Regions from separate parts of the Mus musculus genome. Here regions 1 and 2 are each linked to region 3. The links are chromatin contacts, called in public HiChIP or PLAC-seq maps. All regions are on one chromosome and are shown on one strand. The core of a region is the stretch at or near the end of the contact, and the rest is flanking DNA. Distances in the headings are between cores, read along the strand shown.

The links. HiChIP or PLAC-seq counts read pairs in DNA pulled down with a chosen protein or histone mark.
Region 1: an H3K27ac HiChIP or PLAC-seq map of large pre-B cells shows a contact between it and region 3, with 3 times the contacts expected there. The contact joins two enhancer-like sites. A contact is called at or near these places in 1 of 484 Hi-C or Micro-C datasets (bone marrow-derived macrophages) and 1 of 115 datasets of contacts at active chromatin or transcription factors (large pre-B cells).
Region 2: an H3K27ac HiChIP or PLAC-seq map of large pre-B cells shows a contact between it and region 3, with 5 times the contacts expected there. The contact joins two enhancer-like sites. A contact is called at or near these places in 2 of 115 datasets of contacts at active chromatin or transcription factors (cardiomyocytes and large pre-B cells) and 1 of 9 other capture datasets (embryonic stem cells).

What each region holds. Positions count from the first base shown.
Region 1 is chr12:79,968,281-79,971,392 of GRCm38.p6, forward strand. No RefSeq gene overlaps it. Among named protein-coding and RNA genes, the nearest start is that of 4933435C09Rik, 33 kb to the left of the region's middle. RefSeq lists an enhancer at 350-3,112. Within about 2 kb of position 1,796, at least 130 of the 459 cell types and tissues checked have an H3K27ac peak or open chromatin away from gene starts, as enhancers often do.
Region 2 is chr12:80,088,866-80,092,022 of GRCm38.p6, forward strand. No RefSeq gene overlaps it. Among named protein-coding and RNA genes, the nearest start is that of Gm36660, 4.4 kb to the left of the region's middle. Within about 2 kb of position 1,331, at least 25 of the 459 cell types and tissues checked have an H3K27ac peak or open chromatin away from gene starts, as enhancers often do.
Region 3 is chr12:79,422,539-79,425,504 of GRCm38.p6, forward strand. All of the region lies in intron 7 of Rad51b (RAD51 paralog B), which reads left to right. Among named protein-coding and RNA genes, the nearest start is that of Rad51b, 130 kb to the left of the region's middle. Within about 2 kb of position 1,558, at least 13 of the 459 cell types and tissues checked have an H3K27ac peak or open chromatin away from gene starts, as enhancers often do.

The DNA of each region.
Region 1 (3,112 bases), core at 546-3,045, 550 kb after region 3:
AAAGGGCAGGTCTCACAAACCTAATGTAACTTAAACAAAGATGGAAGTCATTAGGCAACGCCAAGAGTGGGGAATAGTTAGCCTAACTCAGATGCTCTCTTGATTTAAGCCAGACAACTGTGTGTTCAATTGTGAAGGGGAAAGAATACACTGGGAAAGCCCACATGAAACTGTGGACATACACGGTCAAAGATTGTGTCTCCAAGGCAAGTGAAATTACTGTATTTGCTCAGTTTTAAGGCTGCACTGATTTAATAGAAATTTTGGGAGGCTTGGTGGAAAAGATACAAGAGATTGTGAATCAAAAAAAAAAAAAAAAAAAGCAATGGTAATGCTATTTTACTTCCAAGGAACAGAGTGTCCCCTTCAAGCATGCATACAGGCTGCTTGCTTACCTCCTTCTTGTTAGATGAGTGAACTTTCAAGAGAGCAGTGAATACAAGAAGATCAGGGTGCCTAGAGACACTGCCCCTGTGGGACTCAGCCCAGCTCCCTAACAAGGAACAAAGCCTCATGTTAATGTGCTGAAAGGAACAGTGCAGAGAAGTGCAGGAGAAGTGCAGAGACTACGAAGGTTTCACAGTCCCAGGTGACCAACAAGTAGACTAAGAGCAGGTATGGTGATAATGTAGTCCATTAATCTCAGCACTCTGGAGACAGACGGAGGAGAATGAGAATTTGAGGTCAGCCTGGGCTGCATAAAAACACTGTCTCACTGTTGGAGCAGTGGCTCAAGTTAAGAACACTGCTGCTCTTGCAAAGGACCTGGCTTGGGTAAGCTACCCCGTGGTAGCTTACAGCTGTTCATAACACCAATTCCCAAGAGTCCTCCTGCCCTCCACAGGGACTCCTGTGATGTGCATACATATAGACAGACAAACAGACACTCATAAAAGTTCAAAAAAAAAAAAAGACGATTCTGTCTCCAAAACTATTTAGGGCAGGAAAGAGGAGGAACCACATATCTAGCGGGACCTAACAGCCATTTTGAAGTTCTTAGACACTAAAGCCTTGCCTTTGCTCTCCAGAGGTCAACCCATTTGTTCTGAACCCCCCATTTTGTTACTCATGTCCTTCATAGGAGTCCTCTGACCCATTCTAATCTCTCCAGTCCCAACTCTGACAACAGTGCTCCCTACTTCCCCGAATGGTCCTTCACTCATCCTTTCACAAAGTAAATGCACTGTCCTCCAACCACAGACTTCTTGCCAAATTCCTCCTGTCCTTGGGCACAAACAACCCAGAAGTGCTCTCAGATCCAGAACATTGTTGGGGAGTGGGAGGGGTGAGTAGAAGGGCTATTCACCCTCCTGAGCCTATGATGGGATGTCTGGGCAGCTACTTCAAAAACACCAGGGCCTGAGACCTGTTCCAGGGATGCCACCCAGACGGGACACTGCTCAAAGCCGCCTCCAGTCCTGGGAACAAAGGTGAGGAACTCTTGACAGGGAAACTTAGCCCTACTTACTGGGTATGAATGATACCACTGGTCAGCCCTAGCTGAGAGGGGGTCTGGGCTCTGTTTTGTTCTTCTCTGTTCTAATCTTGATACTTTGACTACATTCTCATTCCCTGTGGCTTAGGCTGTAATGGTGAGAAGCAACAGTCTTAAAAACCTCAGAGGAGCCAGCTCAGAAGAGCACCTTTGGCCCACCTCCCTCAGTGCTATAACTAATGGGGGTACTTTTGCTACCACCTCCTGGTGAAACTGCTCTGGCACACATTAGGAATTCTGTCTCTAGGTCCTGTGGACTCTGAGCTTCTTGGGGCTGTGCCCAGAGTCCACTTGATAGAGAGCTGGGGTTTTGGTTTTTTTCCTGTGGGGCAAACTTCTCTGGTTAGGACACAACTGTCAGGGCATGGCTTGGCAGAGCTTCCATGCCAAATAGGGGTATGTGTATGTGTGTGTGTTCTTTTGTCTGATTTCCCAAATTCCAGGCAGGAAAGCAAGCTTTCTGTCTCTACACAGCTCCAGATCCCCCTACCAACATTTGCATTCCCCGGGTATGAAAGGAGTTGGTAGCAGGCCCCATGGAGGACAAGGCTGTAATTCAGCCAGGCCCCAGTGACATCCCAACCGTGAGAGTGCAGCTGGGGCAGCTTACGAACAGCGCCCGGGTCCCAGGGGGAAGTCAGCCCTGTTCTCCAGCCCACAAGCGCCTATTGTTCACTTTCTTGTTTTTCTCCAAATGTTTAGATGTGCTCAGAGCACAGAGAAGCCTGAAAGCAAGACCATTGGCCAGGGCAAGCCTGAAGCAGGGAAACCCACCGCTGGAACTCTGGGGCCCCACACTCCCTCCTCAGCTCTTCCTACTCCCCCTGCCATGCGCCGGACTCCGGATCCAGGGGTGGTCTCTTCCTGGCCAGGGCTGTTCAGAGAGCAGTAGGCTTGGATTGTTCAGCAAGTAAAGTATGGAATCCAGCTCAGACTGGCTTGCTTGACAGTCAGGCACAACTGTCCACATTAACTTGAGGCTGTCCAACGTGAGGGCTGGGAGAGTCTGGGCAAGTGCCTTTCTGATTCCCCGCCACTGACCAAAGCTGCTGAAGACAGGAAATAGTCACTGAGTGTCTGTCGGGGCCCCTCTCTGCATCAAGATTGTGACTCTGAGGTTTGACCTTCAGGGTTTGACAACTGGCCGCAGCAGCGCTTATTGCGTATGCAGACTCAGGCAACCTCTCAGCCTCTCTGAGCCTCAGTTTCCCTTCTTGGTAAAATTTACTTACTCTGTCTGTAGAGAGAGCTATGGGGACACTCAGACTCTATAGGCTATTCTTCCGGTTACCATTGGTTACCATGACCCAGTTTGGAAGTTGCCCCAGCGCTGGGAACAGTCACTTGTGAACCTTGATGTCCACTGTGAGTCAGCACAGCTATGCAGGAGCAGTAGCGCCAGAGGAATGAAGGATGGAGTGCCTCTCGATACCAGGGTATAGAGAACATGCTGGAAAGCCAGCCTTCTCCCCTCCCTCTCTCCTCTGCCCCAGATCCCTTTCTCTTGGGAGTTCATATTACCTGCCCTCCCCCAGGCCTGGGATTGCAAGCTTCCCTGCGTCTCCAGGCCCTAACAGACCCAGAGAAAACCCTCAACCTGGAAAATGCCCCTCCCCT
Region 2 (3,157 bases), core at 81-2,580, 670 kb after region 3:
TTTATCCGCTCGTTTTACCTCTGCTAAGATTAAAATCAGGACCCCATAGAATGGAACACAGGGCTCCCAATATAGGAGCTAGAGAAAGTACCCAAGAGCTGAAGGGGTCTGCAACCCTGTAGGTGGAACAACAATATGAACTAATCAGTACCCCCAGAGCTCATGTCTTTAGCTGCATATGTAGCAAAAGATGGCCTAGTCAGCCATCATTTGGAAGAGAGGCCCCTTGGTCTAGCAAACTTTATATGCCCCAGTATAGGGGAACCCCAGGGCCAAGAAATAGGAGTGAGTGGGTAGGGGAGCAGGGTGGGGGGAGGGCATAGGGGACTTTTAGGATAGCATTTGAAATGTAAATGAAGAAAATATCTAATAGAAAAAAATATGGGAAAAATTTTTAAATTTTTTTTTTTTAAAAATCAGGACCCCTTTCGATACTATTGAACACAGCTGAGTAACATTATCATTGTACATATGTCGTTGATTGACTGATGGATTGGGAGACAAGGTGACTTTTGGTAAAGTGCAATGACAATCTGCCAAGAGCCCTGGTCCCCTAAACACCAGTACAATACCATTCCTGACACAACCTTAGACTTCTTCAATTCACATAGTAGACATGTCTGCCAGAGAGGCTCCTGACTCCAGGACCACTGGAGAGAAGCCTGCTACCAGGAGGGCCAGAAGGGCCTGATTGCCTACTGGATCCCAGCCTCCAAGGGCAGTGGTTTGAGGAGAGCCTTGTTCTCTGGCTTGTTGGTCTTACACTAGCTTCAGACCCTTCGTGGAATTGTCCCTTCAACCAGGAAAGTCAACGATACTCACCTAAGAAGATTTTAACTCTACCTAGGTCTGAGCAATGGCAGATAAATACAGTCAGTCCTCTGCAGCAAAGATGAGGGAACACAGAGCACCTTTGTGGTGCCTGAGGCCAACTGCATGCAGCTACTTCTTTCTCCACTTTACTGAAACAAAGTGAAGAACTGGGATCCCCCAGGGAGCTCTCCCTTGAGAAGGTCTCCAACCAACCTCCCAAAAGGGCTCCTCCTGGGGCCTCACTCCTTCCACTAATCAAGGTTTCCTCTGTTTCTTCTGTATCCCATAGGTGCAAGTAGGTTTTGGGAGACATTTATTCATTCAATTCCTGAACAAGACAAGTTAGGATCATCTCCTGTATGTCTAGGCTGTCCATCTACAGCTATCTCAGCACAGCACATCCATAGTCAGTGCCCCTCTGCATTGGTACCTGGATATTGGACTATTGTCCATCCATAGAAGAATCCTCCTAGCCTAGCACAGCCACTCAGACACAATTGCTGTTGGTCTTTACTAGTTCGGCTTGATGTTTTGCATGCTTTCTGCTTGGCTGGTTTTTATGCCACAGCTCCCTTCAGAAGGTCTCCAATTCTACAGATGAAAAATTTAAGGCTCAGAGAAGTGAGATGCCTTGACCAAGGTCACCTATTTTACAGAAGGCAGAGAGGGCCACGAGATTAACTCAGGTCTATCTGGTACCCAAAACCATGAATTCTTCTAGATCAGCTGCCTCCAAAATCTCAGAGTACAAGTAACACGGGAAACCCTCTGGGTCCGGGGCTACAAAGACCATTTTCTCTCTCTCTCTCTCTCTCTCTCTCTCTCTCTCTCTCTCTCTTACACACACACACACACACACACACACACACACACACACACACTTTTCCTACCCACCATTCCACCAGAGAAGCCCAGTTCTTCTGGGACCCAGATAGGGGTCTCAAAGCCCAAGCACAGAACTTTCTATTGCTGTTCTGGGAGCATGGGAAGCGGGTGTTTTTCTTCCTGGAGGCCTGGGTGGCTGTTTCCTACCGTGATCTGCCCTGGAGAATGGCCGGAAGAAGTGGCTTCCGGCTGAGGCAGTCTCTTCCCACCCAACAGAAAAAAAAAAGGATTTTTTTTTTAATCCAAAGTAGCAACTACTTTGCTTTGCACTCGGACAGTGAGAAAGAGTCAGGAATGGATGAGCTTGGGGGAGTTATTACATTTGCTTTTAGTATAATTGATCTGATTAATTGTATGAGTTCACATTTGTGTGAGTTCACACTTAATAATGGTTGACTCACAAAATACCTGGACATTTAGCAATCTGCTCTCATGAGCCAATACAATAAAGAACCAATTACTTCTTAAGGCTGTTGTAAAACTAATGGGATAATGCCCATGTCCTCTAGCCGGGTGCTGGAACCAGCTGAGCCATATTGGGCAAATTTCCTAACCACTCTGTGCTTCAGGTCTTGGCCATCTCTAAAACGAGGCTGTTGCCCGAATCATAAGTGAGTGTGCATATGAAGAACCACAGTGAGACCTGGTGACAATAGTGCTCACAAAGGTACAGGCACTGTCCTGGGCAGCCCCTCCCAGCCTGTACAAAGCTGGTATGCAAAGCATTTCCCTTGCCTCCACCTCATCTGAGCCCCACTCCTGTCGCCCAGCAGGTGGTTGCTGATATTCCTCCAGGCGCTTCCAGAAGAGGGTAATCTAGCCGAGGCAAGCGAGAGAAAAATTACCTAAGAGTTCTGTGAGCGAAGCAACAGCAAAGCCCGTTGTTGTGGGGGCATATGGGAGATACCCAGTGAGCCTTTCAGATAATGAGAGTTAAATTTCATCGAACAGCCCCACTACCTGCCCGAGGGGACTGACCCATCTCTGGATGATCTGGACTGTGTCTGGAAGCAGCTGCTATAAATGAGTTCTCTGCACGAATTTGAAAGGTAAACAGAAAGGCATAGCTCCTGCAGTGTGCTTTCTGCTACCCAGCAGACAGATGCAAGTTGCCATTCTCCCTGCTCTGATTCTTTCCTGGAGATGGACAACAGGTGGCGATGGCCCTATCAACCCTGTGGCTGCCCAAACTTCCTGCAGTGTTTGTGCTGTGGAAGAGGAGAGGCTCCTACGCTGGTCAGGGTAGGCTGGAGGGGTGGGAAGGTTTCACAGGATGAGGGGATAAGGAAGGGAGATTGAGGCTGACTCCTTGCTAAGTATGGCTGGAAGGTGTATGACATTGAGGGATGGCAACTGTTGATCCTCAAAATTATTTCCTCTCAATGCACTGCTTGGGCACATAGAAAACTAACAATGAGGTCTGATGGTAAGTAAGAGTGTTGGGTTTACAGCCCTAGTG
Region 3 (2,966 bases), core at 308-2,807:
GAAATCTTAGACACAGTAGACAGCAGAAGACAGACAGAATCAGCTTGTCAAGAAAAACATTTATTAGAGGTGAGGAAACACACACAGCAAGACACAGAGAAAGACCTTCTTAAGGCAGAAGGAGACTCAGGAAAGCCTCTCCCCGAGGAGTGGGCTTTAGGGTCTTTGAAGGTGCCTCCTCCCCCCAACTCAGAGTTGGCCTGTTTGAACAAAAACAGAGCCTGACAGGTTCACACATTTGAGCAAAACATGTCTGCCTATCAGGGACTCTGTCCATAGCTACTAAGGATAATTAGGAAATACTGTCTTTAGGGGATTCTTATAACTAGGAAGAAAGGGAAAACTAGACACTTAGCAATGATAATGTATGTAGCAATAATCTCTCTTTTGGTCTAATAGGGTTTTGGGCTTTTTGTTTGTTTGTTTGTTTGTTTGTTTGTTTTTTGTTTTGGAATTGATGTGTCTTTTTTTCTATTCTAAAAACGAATACAAAAGTTGACAAGCTTGAGATGGCATGTAAACTCTCTGGTCCAAATCTAAGCAAGATGATTGTAAGCCTCCTCGTCCTTCTTCCCTTTCTCAGTTTTCAAACTATCAGTGTCTAAAAACCATCTGACATTAGAAACTTACTCCAGGAATACATTTTTATGATAAAAACTAATCAAGAAGTACAGAGGACTAAAAAAGTGGGGATATAAAACCAAACTTAACCGTCCCTTGTTAGCATTTCTTGGCATGCATCTGTTAACATTTAATATTTATAGTATGCCATTGGTAGTGGGGCTGGAGAGTCGTAACGATCGTACCGTCGTGTGACTGTGTTCCCTGTCACTGACCTGTACACTTGAGAGTATTTAAAATAATCTATTTTGTATATATTGAGCTATAGTAAGAAACAAGAGTGGGCATACAGCTTTGTGACAGAATGTTTGCCTAGCGTGTGCAGGGCCATCTGTCCAGTCACCGGCGCCATAGAAGACAAAACCAAAGCAGACCATGGATTGTTTACAAAAATGATATCGTATTCAGCATAGTACCTTGTACTGTGCCTTTGTGTTCAAAATGAAAAGAGAACACCTTTGCGTGTAAATAAATACAATTTTGAAGCATGATTTGGTGACCAAGTATTTACTTTAACCTTTGGCTGGGCTGCCTTTCTTCAGAGGATGTTGAACAAATGAGGAGTGTTGTTCTGGTCCTTTTAACGTGGGTTTACAGAGAGCTTCGTGATGCGTGGAGAAGGCTGAGCACACAGCCAGATGTGGCAACAGAAACTTGCTTAGCTCCCTAAATGGTGTCTGCTTGTTCAAATGATTCTAAATAAACTACTTTGCTCAGCTGGGGTCAATGTGGCAGTTTCCATCCCCAGTTTGTTTGTTTGTTTTTATTTTTTGTATAAAAGGATTTCTTTTCTCTCTTTCTCAAATTCATACTTTTCTTGGATTTCTCCCCAACTATGTTACTGTGGTGTCAGAAGAGCCAGGGTGAAGGAGAACATACATGGTGTGCCACAGTTTGAGAGTTCCTCGGCACAAGCATCATGTTAATTGAAGCAGGCATGGCTCCTGGCTTGGCCTTGGGCAAGCCGCTTTCAGAACCATTCTCCCTGATGTGAGGTCTGGCTGTCCCCTGAGATAGTTTCCCTCCAGCCACTCTTGAGAGGATGCTTGCTGTTTTCTGTTGTCTTACTTCCTGCTGTGGTTGCCAGGTCTTCCTAAGTCTTCGCTGCCTCTCAGATGACCACGTTTTTCCTGTGCTGGAAATGTTCTGTTTGGGTAAACTAGCATGTACTCCTCTCCTGGTCATCTTTACCAGCTGACCTCAACTCTGCAACTCCTCTCCTCTCTCCCCTCTTCCTTCCTCCCTGTACCTTCGGAGTCCCCTACAACTCTTGTAATACCCTCTTTAATCTTCTTTTCAAAACCTCATCTTTGAGACCTTTTTCTTCTCTGACACTTTCCTCCATCTGTCACACCTCAATCCCCTCTTTGTCCTGCATGATTTGTCTGAATATGTGGGCACTTTCCCCTTTCTGACCACAACATCTGTTTTTCTAATATATATACTAACTACTCAACCTGAAGGAACCTTGTGATTCTAAGGAAGAAGTTTGCTGCTATCCCCACTGCCCTACTTTATATCCCACAGGTCGTACCTCCAACTTCTCTCTTGTCAATGGTAACTCTTTTACCCTACTATCAGGTACCTGAGCCTACTGAGCTCCCAGCCGTAGATGACATGGGTATTCTGCAGCTGCTCCTGAGCTGCTCAGTTCATTGAAGAAAACTATAGAGTGAGATTTATGGTACTGGCCTACAGTTTCGGAGGTTTAGTCCATTATCATAGCAGTCAGACGTGGTGCAAGAGAAGGAGCTAAGAGTTCTATATCTTGATCCAGGAAGAGACTGTCTTCAGCAGGTAGCCAGGAGGACATTCTCTCACCCTGGACAGAAGTTAAACATAGGACTTCAAAGCCCACCCCCACAGTGACACACTTCTTCCAAAAGGTCACACCTACTTCAACAAGTCCATACCTCCTAATAGTGCCACTTATGGGCCAAGCATATTCAAACCACCACATTGGGCAAGGTATATGAGATTTCTCAGCCTCAGTTTCCTTGTATGTTAGATGAAGATAATAAACCTTGTGCCTTGGAGTTGTTGTAAATGTTAAAGGGGATAAGATAGATTCTGAGAGATGTCTGAGAAATTAAGAGTACTGGCTGCTCTCCCAGAGGACTCAGATTTGGTTCCCAGCACCCACATGGTGGTCCAAAGTCATCTGTAACTGTCATAACAGGAGATGTGACAACAGACATGGAAATGGCGTATAGATACATGCATTCAGGCAAAACAAAATGATTTTTTTTTAAAATTTAAAAAGTGAGAAGACACTTGGAATGCTAAATTCTGTGGCTGGTTTGTTGAAAGGCCTTTTGCTATGATCACATTCTTTCTCTTGTGCC